Regions from separate parts of the Anas platyrhynchos genome. Here region 2 is linked to region 1. Evidence: chromatin contacts called from public Hi-C data. All regions are on one chromosome and are shown on one strand. Each heading gives the region's core, a stretch centred on a gene start, on an enhancer-like site or on the middle of the called end of the contact. The rest is flanking DNA. Distances are from core to core; before and after follow the strand shown.

What was found. Hi-C and Micro-C count contacts between places; a contact is called where the count stands out from the background.
Region 2: a Hi-C map of F1 follicle shows a contact between it and region 1, with 1.8 times the contacts expected there. The contact joins the enhancer-like site here to the promoter of SLC2A13 in region 1. A contact is called at or near these places in 3 of 8 Hi-C or Micro-C datasets (F1 follicle, skeletal muscle and subcutaneous adipose tissue).

What each region holds. Positions count from the first base shown.
Region 1 is chr1:15,506,095-15,512,819 of IASCAAS_PekinDuck_T2T, reverse strand. SLC2A13 (solute carrier family 2 member 13) reads right to left here and starts at 2,641. Exons shown (of 10, transcript XM_027458948.3): 1 at 1,701-2,641. The coding sequence starts at 2,259.
Region 2 is chr1:15,566,220-15,572,944 of IASCAAS_PekinDuck_T2T, reverse strand. All of the region lies in intron 3 of SLC2A13 (solute carrier family 2 member 13), which reads right to left. Among named protein-coding and RNA genes, the nearest start is that of SLC2A13, 59 kb to the right of the region's middle. Within about 2 kb of position 2,969, at least 4 of the 8 cell types and tissues checked have an H3K27ac peak or open chromatin away from gene starts, as enhancers often do. A contact at or near this core is called in F1 follicle, where this site is marked.

The sequences.
Region 1 (6,725 bases), core at 1,392-3,891:
TCTTGCGGTGCTTCAGTGACAGCACTCTAAGGCAATGCTTTGTTTTCAGCCATGAGCTCTACCACACGGAAAGAAGAGCAACCTCTGATAAAAAGGAGGAAATAGCACTTTTTTTAAATTATTGTTTATAAATTAGCGTCTTTGTGCTCCAAAATTCTCAGGACTGTTCCCAGTCCTTACATCAGCTTTCCAGACTCCAGCAAGTGACCACCTCTCTCCCTGATGTGTGAAGGGAACAGAGATCTCTCTCCCCAGGCCACACATGAGGTCCTTGACTCTACAAAACAGCAACCCCTTAGCTCCCACTTTCCACCGTGGTATTTTATACATTAAGCACCAAGCCTGACATCCCTCAGAGGATACCACTGGTATTTATTTGCGCCACCATAAAACAATTCAAACAGGCCCATGCACCCTGCTGAGACATATATACACAAAAGTCAAGCAAACCATCCCCTTTCCTCTCCACTCCCTCCACCTCTAGAGATGTGGATGTAACCGGTTATGATCAACAAATCACATGAGAAGCTTTTCAAGTGCACAAGAGGGTCCCATTTGGTGTTTCAGTAGCTACCACTAAACATAAGGACACCATCAAAATACCCGTTCCACCCCTTCACATCATAGTTCTGTTTAATTGTCTCCTGAACGTTATAGAGGTTATCAACATTCGGCAGTCTGAAGCCTGGATTTAAAGTATACAGGGGGTTAGCACTTAAAAATAAAAAACTAAGCCCCCAGTCTGGGGTAGGAAAACCGCAACCGAAAGATGTCCCTTACTGCACAGGAAAGCCAGCAGGAGCCCTTCTGAGGACGGAGCCAGTTTTATTTCCGACAGCCTTTATTATGACTCACTAACTTCTTTCCTTAGTAAGACTACGAGCTGCATCCCAGCTAGCGTGTTTACAGCATGCCAGAGGATTCAAAAAAATCGTTCAATGGTTAAGGAGCTGAACACAGTTAACTAGAGGAAACCAGTCTAATTCTTAACCTGTCCTCATGCTTTTAGATAGGGAGGGCTGCAAGGCTGTAGCCAGACAGATTTACTTCTTTTTTTCTTTTTTTTTGATACTATATTGCAAGGACTTTAAACACCCTCACAGTGCCTCTCCCTGATGATGAATATTGCCCAAACTACAGCCTGACAGGGAGGCAGCTGAAGAGCAACCAAAATCCTGGGGATATTTAGGATTTACTCCGAGCAGAAAGGAGTCTGAAAGCTTGGAGGGAACGCTCCCCATCGCTTCAAGCTCTCTGGGAGAAGTACAGTGAAAGTTTTAGCAGAATCGACTCCTTGTGAGTTACACAACGGGTACAGGTGAGAGTGTTCTGATGTCCTCAGCAAAGCCCAAAGCCTCCCAAAGCAGATGTCTTTGAAGAGAGGCTGCTGCCTCACCGCTACTACCTGATTTTGTCCCCACAGCATCCCCTGGGTGCCCCATAGCTTCTAGAGCAACGCAAGGAGCGGGACGAGAGGTATTTAGGGCCAAGAAAGCCGGGCACGCTTTCAGCCCCCCTCAAACCTCCACCTTACGGCGTGACCCCCCGGGCTGGACCGGCAGGGATGGGGACCCCCCCTCCTCCAGCAGCCTCCCCAAAACCCCACAGCACCCCGGAGGAACCCCCCAAAACCCCTCAGCATCCACCTCGGCGCCCCGCAAGCAGCCCGTAAGGGGGGTCCCGGCGGGTCGGCCACTCACCGATGCCCAGTCCCACCACCACTCGTCCCCCCAGCAGGGTCTCCTTGTCGCGGGCGGCTGCCAGCACGCCGGCCCCCGCCGTGAAGAGGCCGCTGGCCAGCAGGATGCAGGGCCGGCGGCCGCACAGCCCGTTGAGGACGCCGCCGGCCAGGGCGGAGAGAGCGGCGGCGCCCACCGTGCTGGAGACCAGCAGCTCCTGCCACAGGGCGTCCAGGTTGAGCTCCCGCTTGAGGAGCAGCAGGGCCCCCGACACCACGCCGGTGTCGTAGCCGAAAAGGAAGCCCCCCAGGGCGGAGAAAACCGACACCACGTAGACGAAGCCGGGGGTCTCGTCCTGCTGGAACTGCCGCCGAGCCGCCCGCTCCAGCTCGGCGCCCGACGCCGCGCTGTTGAGGCTGGAGCACGACTCGGCGGCGATCAGGCTCCGCTCGCCCGCAGCAGCCGCCGCCGCCGCCGAGCCGGCGGCCCCCTCCGCCTGCTGCCGCCGCCGCTTCTCGCCCATCAGGTTGCTCAGGCTCCGCAGCGTGTACTCCACATTGTCGCTGGCCTTGCGGGACATGGGACGGCCGCCGCGGGTCCCGCCCCGCCCGGGGGCAGGGCAGCGGGGACGGGGGAGGCGGGCGGGCGGCTGCCGGGCTGCTGCGGCGGTGGCTGGAGGGGCTGCTGCCGGTGGTGGCGGTGCTGGCCCTGCCCGCCCCTCCCGGGCCAGCGCTCAGCCGGGTCGCATAGCCACACTTGAGGGGAAGTTGCCGCCGCCGCCGCCGCTCCCAGCGCCCGGGCGGAGCTGGAGGCGGGGGCGGGCGGGGACAGCGGCCAGCGCGGCCCGGAGGGAGCCAGGGGCCGCCCCTCGCCGCTCCGCGCAGCCGCCCGGGGCCGCGCCCGCGCACTGAGAGCCGCCATGGCGCCGCCCAGCGCCTCCCTCACCCCCATCATCGCCCTCATGGCCGGTCCGACGGGGAGAAGCCGCCCTGTGAGGCGCCCCGTCCCGCCGCCCGGCCATTTTGTCGCCCTCCCCGCCGCGCCTTTCGGCCCCGCTGTCGAGCGCCGGTCGTCCAGTGCCTCCGCCTCACGGAGCCCCCGCTGGGGAGCCGCGGTTAAAATCAATAAAGTCGGCCGTTTGTGGAGCTAAATTGAGAGGTTTTTTTACACAACCTGTGGTGTTGTAAAGCGCTGGGTGGCCAAAGTGTGTGTGTGTGTGTGTGTGTGTGTGTGTGTGTGTGTGTGGTGGTGGGGAGATCTAGGGCAATCCCTAGTGTCAAAGAGGAACAGATTTGTTAGCGTGAAAGAGGAAGAAAAAATAAAAAAATCTTGGGTATTTTTTCATGTTTATTCGCAAAAATGAAAGCGCAGCGTTTCGGTAATCCCATCTTCAAGCGTTTTTATTTGGGGTTCTCACCGGGATAAAGATGAAGGTTTAAATCAGACGGAATACAGTGGAATAACGCATTTTTTTAATATTTTTTTCCAGTGGTTTGGTAGGAAAACTGTGCCTCCTGGTGGAGAGTACATGAAGTGAAAGTGCGTGTTTCCCTTCAGACGAAACAGGAGCCTTTGCTGGCCAATACCCATGGCAGAGCCTCCTAGGTGCAAGGCAAACCTTGACAAAACTCATACCAGAATATCACCAGTTGTGCTTCATTCCTGAGCCCTGATCTAACGGCACGTATTGAAATAAATAAACACAATTTTCCTACTGACTAAAATGGCTTCTGTAAAGGTCATCATAACAAGCCTGGCCCATAGATGGAAAGTTTTGGTAATTAACCAGGTCAGCACTTCTCAGCCCACACCTTGTGAGCAGTACTAGTCACAGCCACTTCAGTTATTAACTGAGAAGGGGAGCAGAGTCCTACAGGGCCTGCTGCACGCAATCGTGTCTGTGCTTTGCCTCTGCCTTTTTGAGGCAAGCTGTGAAAGGCTGGTGCTCTGTGCGCCATCCAGGTAACACCGACTGAATACATCAGTGAGCTCTGGCTGCTAAACACAAGATGCGCACAGCTGTCTATGTAGTGAATCCAGTTAGTGACAGATGTGGCAGAGGATTTTTAAATATAATAGGTCAGCTTCCACGTTTGAGAAACCTAGGTAAGAATTACATGTTAACATTCTGATGCTTTTAATCGAGATTTGGATAATATGGTGTAATTGCCACAGAGCGTTCCATATTTCTTTACAGCCTTTCCAGCCCAGCACTCAAGCAAGACCCAGGCAGCCCATCCAAGCTATAGGATCAGGAATAAAGGCATGCTGCAAGAAACTGTCACCCCCTCAGGTCCGGGAGCTCTCCAGGAGCAGACTGGCTCACATTTCTAAAATGCCACCAGTGGAGAGAGCTGTAATGTTCCAGAAACCTCCCGACGCACCCAAGAAGCACAGCACTCAATACTTGTATGTGCAAGGCCCAACTATAAAATGTGGGACACAGTGCATTAAACAGAAAATATTCACACCAAATCCCCAGCCAGCTAGAAGGAATACTCTCACAGCATATTGTCACAGCAGCTGGCTGTCACAAAAACAACCTGTCTTTTTAACAGCCATCTCAGAAGCTGGAGGCATTCTGTACGTTATAGTCAATAGGGACTCAAGAGAGCTAACAAAAAAAAGCTTTTTTTTTTTTTTTTTTTTTTTTTTTTCCATGGCTGGCCCAACACGATCAAAAATAGACATATTTCTCTTCAGATCATGCTGTCAAGCTTCTCTCTTGAAAGTATTCCCTGAAGAAACACAACAAAGAAGTTCAGCTGCAGGATACACTACACTAAAGGGTGACTGCATGAGAAAGAGGGAGGATTTGTTTGTCTTATGTGTAGATTTTCATTACTGTGATCATCTCTCCATAGCACCTGGATTTTGTGATAGCAGCTGCCTTATAAATGATTTCACAGTAGTGCAATATGTCATGGGTGTGATTAGTAATCTAAGACGTGGGGGTCAGATCCAAAGAAGGATTTGTGTGGATTTTAGGCACGTTATTCTTTCAGGAGAGTAAATGTTTAATTGTAACACTGTTCAAGACTTGCTGCACCGGTTCATCCCTCCCTTCAAGGTGTGTTTGCAGAACTGTTTGCAAGGTCATGTTGTGAACTAGGTCAAAGAACTTGTCCAGCTTTAATAAACCCCACATGATTTTTTCCATTTCAGCATACAGCAGGAATAATTACAGGATTTTACTGCTTATATATTGTTAGTACATGGCCCAGAACTCCCCCAGGCCTGAATATCTGGGAGTTAGCTGCTGTCTCAGGATTTATTGGCATTCAAAAGCAGGTGGATCAGTGCCTAAATCTCCTGGCTATTTCAGTCCAGCCAAGATGCACAGTGAGATGCAGTAGGTTTTTTATTTTACAGCCTAATGTTTGGTAGCCTCACCTAGGAATCAGGACACCTAAATCACAGGTTTGCTTCATCCCAAGAGGATTTAAATGTCTCTTGCACCTCCCAAGAAGACTGTAGGTTAAACTGGGGAAAAGATGGGTTCTTAGCAGAAACTGGGTTGCTGTGCAAGAATGTAAAGCCATGGAGCTATGTGGACATCGAGGTAGAAAATGATCTGACTGTGGCAGGAGAAGGTTCTGCCTTCTCAATGCTGGTTATATTTTGTACATGAAGCAGACAGTGCATTAAAAAAAAAAAAAAAAAAAAAAAAAAAAAAAAAAAAAAAGATCCTGAGGTCAAGGATTCTTCCCATCTCAGTCAATGCTTTGGGGATAGGCAGCTGGTCTTTAGCCTCATGCAAGCTTTAGCAATACAGCATGCAACTCCTTGAGTTTTTGGGCTCCAAAACTACTTTCATGTTCTTTAGGTTATGATGCCTTAAACTGTGATGGGAAACCCCCTCTGATATTCACAAGATTTTGCTATCAGCAGAGTTGCTACATAAGTTTAGAGATATCTATCACTGCATTGGTCTGAGGGAAATCACCTAGCTAAATATGAAAAAGAAAAAGAAAATAAATAAATCAGCAAATACTGTTTCCAATAGCAGTTTATCTAATGTCTGTAACACAGGAAAAGCAATGATCTTTTCTTGTTCACTGCTAGTAATGTCAAAACCCTCTCTTACACATTTTCTATGTTTGTATGTAGTTCTCAAGGTTCAGAAATCTTCTGAACACAGAATGACACATTGCCAGTGTGCCAAGGAATGTAGTTGGGTACCTTCTTACAAGTCAGCCCTCTGACAAGGCACAAATTCTGATCCTGATTCAATCACATCAGCTGGTTGAATTTGTGAATATGTGTTGGTTACATAGGGCTGGGACTGTAAGGAAGACAGTAGTTTAAAAAAGAAAAATGGAAGAATAAATATAATCTGAAATAAACTGTTTATTGCCTTAAAACTTCATTTGTTCCAAAATCCTCCTGTTCTTGCAACGTTCTTTGGTTTCTTTGGAAAGAAGAAGTTTTCTGATCCTCATACAGCATTCCTTGTCCAGCCATTTCCACCCTTGTGACACACTCATTTTGTTCACTTATCTGAATCTGCCTACCCCTTACCTCTCAAAAAATCAAATGCAGTTTTCCTTCTTGTGCCTGCTTTGGGTTCTCCTTTATGTTCCCAACATCAATAGTTGAAGAAAAGTCACTCTTGATTTACATTCTCTTCCATTTAACTCTTTCACATTTTAAATTTACTCTTTTAAATTTCTGGGTGTCCTGGTGTGCAGGATGCCTTTAGGCCAATAATTTACCTTCTACCTTGATTACCTGAATCTGGGGCAACGCTACAGACATCCTCTGTAAAATCCTTTCAAAATTAAAGTCAGAAGTTATTAGTAAGGAACCTACTGACACCACACATTTAATCCTACTGGTCAAGTGTTGGAAATAATTTGCTGAGCAAGTGAGAGGAGCTCACTGGTGACTGCAGGATGAAGCTGACAAAACCGTGGGACAACACATTCCTTGCCTGACAGGCAGCGCTGGCAGCACTGGAGCTATGGCTGCCGAAGACTTCACACCATGAGCTTTTTTAATTCCATATAACTTTACCAAAGTAATCATTTGAGCTCATATTTTGCA
Region 2 (6,725 bases), core at 1,720-4,219, 60 kb before region 1:
AAGAGAAGAGAAGAGAAGAGAAGAGAAGAGAAGAGAAGAGAAGAGAAGAGAAGAGAAGAGAAGAGAAGAGAAGAGAAGAGAAGAGAAGAGAAGAGAAGAGAAGAGAAGAGAAGAGAAGAGAAGAGCCAAGTTTTTGCTACTGCAGATTAGATCTCACTGGAGCAGCAAATCCAAACCAACCACCTGCTTAAGTATTGTCACTGGCTGAACTAGTAATAATTTGCAATTAAAAACACGGAGAACAGATAGCAATCTCTTGGGCTATGATCTTAAGAAGTATTTTTATCATGAGAACCAAAGATTATGAAAAGCTGACGTTCATGACAGTTTTCAAATCTTCCAATTTCTGGAGGATTCACATACAGCCTATGCGAATTAAATTTGAGCCACTCTGGAGTTTCAGACATAATAAAGTACTTCACAACAAAGTATGACTCTTGACAATCTCGCATCAGATATAATCATTAGCATCAATACAAAACCAGCATGGAGGCAGTTTATTTTGCACAAAAAAGACTCTATGGAGAGCCGGATTAGGAACCTTTTCTCATTTATTTCATAATGCTGTCAGTGGTAGCAACAAATTTCATCCAGAAAGATTCACGGATTGTTTTTCACGTACATCCACCACACAGTTTCCAGATTAATTGGAAATTAACTGTTGTTAATTCTGGTTTCCAGCATTAACAAGATCTTTCCTCTGCAAAAAACTTCAGAGAATGCCTCCAAGAGCAGTTTTTGCTAAGGTCAGTGAGACTGGCAGCAAGTAGCTGGATCTATATGCAATTGTTTGGACAGCTGAAATATTTTTTGCCTGTTGGTTAATAGGAGAACATACTGTGGGTCTTGCTTTCATTAAAATGTGTCTTAAAAGTAATTTTGAAACCTTACGTGCAGATGTCCTGTATCATCAGCTGGGACTGAATCACCGAACAAAGGCTCATAGATAAAACAGAATTAAAGAAGATGTATGATAATGCTGCACAGAACAGCAGGCAAAAGGTATCTTCTCATGTCATGATTCTGTTTTTAGGGAAAATAGAATTAATATTATGTAACAGACACTTCAAGGTCCCTCATGTACTATGAACAACATGAAACCTGAGAGCTGCTTAGCTTATACTGAGTGGAAACCCCTCTGATCATTTTCAGCATAAAGGAGACAGAATGGCATTGCCTAAATGCCATGTTTATAGGAAGTTTCCTTATACATATAAAATACTTTAAAGGGCAGTTCTTAAAAAAAATCTTGAAAACCCAGTGGAGTGTAAGATGATACTTGATAACTCTTCCCCAGTAAAGCATGTTTCTTCCTTCAAAAAAAATCAATATATGTATCAATCTAAATCATACGTAATTAACCGTGTATATAACTGTGTATATTAATGCTTGCTTGTCTTACAAGATAAAAGCATGTGAGCATGCTCATTGCTCCTTCTCATTGCAGCTTTGCAGATCTAGCAGATAAAAAGCAAGATCATAAAGATTTTATTAAACTCTTTCAAAACCTGGGGCCTATTTTTCAAAAGGATACAGGAATGCTGAGATTTCCTTGTGAATTTCAGTAGGTAGGTTTTCATGCTGCTTTCATACCCTCAGCAAGTTGAAATAAAGAATAATATCCAAATGATAGTTATTGTGCAGAAAATCCTATCATCTGTTTGTTCTCCTGCTCCTGTGCTGAGCTCTGTTTTAGAATTTTAAGGTGAAACTTTAAGTTTTGACAGATGTCACCTTTTTAACCTGTGTTTCTGATGCAGCAGCTTACAGCTGGCCCTAGGGAACACGGCTCCAATCACACCAGTAAAACGAAACCATTAAGAGCGGGTCCAAGCCCCAGCAGAGCTGCCATTCCAAAGGGGCACATTTAAGCAAAGGGACATTTCTCAGACATTTGCAGTGATCTGAGCCACTTCAGTGTCCACCGAAACACATTTCTTTTTTTCCACTATAGGTACCAATAAATAATATTAAAATATCAATTCTAAATTTGTCACAAGGGGACTATTCTCTCAGAAGAAAAAGGAAAAGGAGCACCAGGATTTCTCCAGTGTTGGGTAAAAGCAAACATGCCTCAAAGTTTTACTGAGGCAGTGAGAGCAAGCATTGCACGCCGTGACTTGCAAGCCAGTGAGAACAAACGTGAGGCTCACAGGAAAACTGGGATGTTTCAAAAAACCTGCATGTGTTTTGATGTAACTACCAAGGAGTCACACTACCCTACACTCAGTAGGAGATGCAGGAAGACTGAGTGATCTCCAAGCCCACCCAGGCAAGGAGAGGGTAGGGCAGAGTTTGTACTGAGAATGCTCCCCTCCAAAAGGCAGTGTGCACACACCTCTGGTTCACCTACCTGCTGGAGGACTGCAGCTTCCAATTGTTGCTTGGGCACTGGAAGGGCTCCCCAGGGCAGTGGGAACAGCCCCGAGCATGCCACAGTTCAAGGAGTGTTTGGACAGCGCTCTCAGACACATGGTCTGGTTTTGGGGTGGTCCTGTGTGGAGCCAGGAGTTGGACTCGGTTATCCCTGTGGCTCTCTTCCAAGTCAGGATATTCTGTGATTGTGTGATTTGCCCACAAAACATTATCACAGTAAAAGCAACCCAGCTTATCACAGAGTGATGTCTAATATCATTTTTCCAGAGAAGAACAAAGGGCTGAGAAAGCCACCGCACATCAAAAGATCAATGTGAGGTTTTAGTTAGTGGTTACAGTACAGAGTTTCACCAGCATATTTTTGACTCCCAGGACATGCAGAGATATTTCAGAAGGACACGGGTGTGGTAGCAGGAGAGCTGGTAGAGACACTACCACAAATCCAGAGGAGATACGGGGAGGAGATGATTTGAACTTGTTTTGTTTGGAAAGGGATGATTTTGCCCCCATTTCTCTGGTGCAAGGGCAGCATCTCCAAAGCACCGGAGACCATCCTAGAGCTGCATTTTTGGGGCCATGCTGACCAAGGGAGCAGGCACAGAGGTCACCTGCCTCTTCCCACCATCGGGTACTGCTCAGCTTCATGCAGAGTCCTGCCTGGGGAAGGGTCGTGCTGCTGCGGTCCTCGGAGCCACATCAAGCCCTGGTTAGTGGGATAGGCACGGATGTGTCCACACTGGAAGAACATCCAGAACAGAGGCTGCTTTGATTCACTTCCACGCTATTTTAAGGAATAGAAACGTCCAACTTCTATTTAAAGCACTACGTAAAAATTATGGGTTTGTTTTCAGCACGGGGGTGGGAGCACTCTCACAGAACTGAAGTCTGTTTATCTGACTCCTTGTTTCACGGCTGAAGGTCAAGAAGAATCAGGGCTCACCCTGTCCCCGTGCACCAGTGCTCTGGTTTTCAGCTCCAAACGAGAGCAAAGCTCCCCTGCACAGCTTGAACTGCCCTGCACCACTAGACAACACAAAGGAACGTACCCTGGTTGCCAGTGAATACTAAATTAAAAATAAGTAAAAAATGGATTTGAAGGAAAACAATACTTTGCTTTGAGCTGGTCTATATCCACCCTCTGACCAACAAAAGAAAATTGCTATTATACTGCAAAAAGCATAACCATCTACTAAAAACAAACAAACAAACAAAAAAATCTCTTCAGCTTCCTTTGGTTTTTGTTTTTTCTAAGCTCTAATTCCCCAAAGCCATGTCCCTGTGTCTATACATCTGTGCCAGCAACCTGCTTCCTGAGCATCCCAGCTGTCCTCAAAGATGCTACATGTGAACATGTCACATTTGGCTCCCTCCTAATTCCATTTGTTAATGCTCCTTTTTTTGCAGGGAGACAAAAGAGCAAGGATGGAAACAGAGCTAGCAGCAATGGCAATGGCAGGACACATACAGCAAAATCGATACATATATTTTATATATAAAAAAATACGGGAAAACACACTTCAGGCTAATTCTTGCACAAAGAAGATGCTATTAAAACGTGCTACTCAAATATTTTTGGTCTGTTCAAGTTCCAGACCAAGTCTGCTGGCGTTTGGAAGTAATGCCTAGTGAAAAAATACCCACATTACAAGCTCACTGACATTTTTAGGGTTTCAATGTTAAGATTACGACTTGCATAAACGCAGCAAGCATTCTCAGCTGCAACACTATTTCAGAATGACTTAAACTGCATTCTTAAAGCCAATAAGAGCCTCAATTGGGCTAAGGGAGAAGTTGATTATAGGGCCAGTACAAATTCTTATCCAGGGCTTCAGATGCATACATGCAGTAGCTAAAGCTAAGCATGAAGCCGGACAAACTTCCCACAGTGATTCACAACATCCCAGTGAAAGCATGGGCTCAGCAACTAGCAGATACTGAATAACATCTCAGTTTCCCCAGGTTTTCTTTACTTTCCTTTATTTTTTTTCAGGAAAAAAAAGTATCACTAGTGTGGCTGGAATTTCAGGTAACCTTGCTAATCTTCATAGCTCCAGGGCAAACTTCACAGACTGTGATCAGGTTGTGGTTCAGAGAAGGGGCAGGAGTTCACGCAGACATGCATGTCCTCTATAATAAAGAGTAACTATTTCTCCAGGATGCTTAACTTCTTCCTAGAGGCAACACACCTTGTTAGAAGAAACAGATGCTTTAAAGATAAGCCCTAAAAAGAGCAGTATTAATTCCTGTAAACCAAAAAAAAATAAATAATAATCAAAAAACCTACTCCTAATTACTGCAGTTAGAATTTGTCAGCTTCGGGGGCTGACGAACATGAAGGTGTCAGCAAATCTGCTTCAAAACATTAGGATTTACAGCAGCGTGGTTGGCATCAGATTGCGTCAGGAAATAATGAAAGTTCATTTCCAGTGTTAGATATAAGAAGCATCTGCATCTTTATATGGATACCAGGAAAATATTTTCATGTTTCGCAGAAAGAGCATCATTGCCCAACTGTGCTTTCTGCCAACTGTCACCAACCTATTAAGCAGGCTGAAAGGAAAAATTCTTGGGCAGGAAGTCTGGGGGAAAACTTGTAAACAAAACCAGAGGGAGAGCAAAGCTGGAAGAAAGCTGCAGTGTTTGGACCACCTACGTTTCATGGTGGATTTCCAAATATCTCCATTCACTGACCTCATATTTGCCGGCTTTCTCTGAGCTGCCACTTAGTCACTGAGAAACATCTCTGATTCTGATCACACAAGCTGTGCAGCTAGCCGAGAAACTAATTCCATTCTCTACCTATATACAGCTATCTATGTTCTCCCCTGTCTATAGACATTCTCTCCTGACACAGCTGAGATGAAGACACCAGCAGACAAGCAGAGAAAGTGGACAATGGAAGTAAGAACAACCTGACTACAACACATGGGGAAAAAGGGCAAATATAAAATTAAATAAGTATGAACTGAATGGAAAAATCAAGCTTACAACACAGAAATAACACCATCTTTGATGAGCTCACAACTTCACGTTGACTTTGGACAACCAGACAAGCAGAGGATGTTTTCTATTTTGGAGACCACTAAGGTCCTACACACTAGCCATTGGTAATTTTACGTAGAAACGCCAACAGAGAAAGAAAAAGCCCATATGCCTGTAGTCATAAACCAATTTCCATAAGTGTTTTGCTTAATTACCAAGCTATGAATGCATGAAGGAATTCTCATTCAAGCACTTATCATTCACGTGAAGGAAATGGTGGATATTTAAGATCAAATATAGTAAAAAATGCAGAGTAACACCGAGACATGCTATCTGTGTGTCTCAATTTCTGCGTCTGACACAACAAAACACAAACAAATCACTTGTGTTACCAAACATTACTCGATTGTAAATCCACACCCAACATCAAGAGTAAGTAGCAAGACTTGGGATGAAAAGTTTGGGCACAGCAGGGCAGCTTTGAGATCAATTCCTCCACCAAGAAGAGGAATTTCCTTAAGAAGAGACAATACTGTGAGCTCCTTCCCTCTTTGGAGAAGTGCTAACTTTGATTGGCATATGGGGCGGATACATATAACCCAACCAACCCCAATTGCTTTAAAAAGTTAATGACTTCCCTGTACACTGTTATACAACACCCTTTAATGAAATAGTTTACTCATTTACAAAGAAAATTAATTCCACTGGGCAACACACGGTTTAAGAAGCAGGCATGGCCACGTGCATCTCAGCAAGTCATGCAAGCAGCAGGTGGGGATCATCAGGTTGAAGCAGTCTGAAGCCAAGGCCCATCAATGTACACAGCACATGATTTGTAGGTTTTCTGCTAGAATGGGTTTAGTCTGGTCCCCGAGGCAGAGTATGGCCACTCATGGGCCGTTAGAAGCTGCCAGAGACCCTGTCATTGATTTGAGCATTCACATCTCCAAGAGGGTCAGAGAACACTGAGGTTATCCCTGGAGTGGACCTCTTGTTTTGGTCCCCCAAAGGCATTTTTTCCATAGGCCCTAATACTGCCTCACCATCCGAACAGGCAGTACATGGGGTGATGATGGGAGACAAGAAGAGACTCACTGCAGAGCTACACCGCTGTTCAGAGCCGAAACGTAAATGCAGATGTAGTCAATGCATCTTTTAGCAGCTGACAGCAACTGGAATAGATTTGCATAAAACCAAACCAGGAAAAAAGCAATGAGCTGCTCCTATAAACTATTAGGTTTTATTCCAAATTAATTTAGAAGTCTACGACAAAATTAATTCAGTATTTTGTAATGCTAGCTCAATGAAATAAATTTTGCAGCAGCTGCCTATGGGCTTGAGCTTTTTTACTTTTTTTTCTTCCCCTC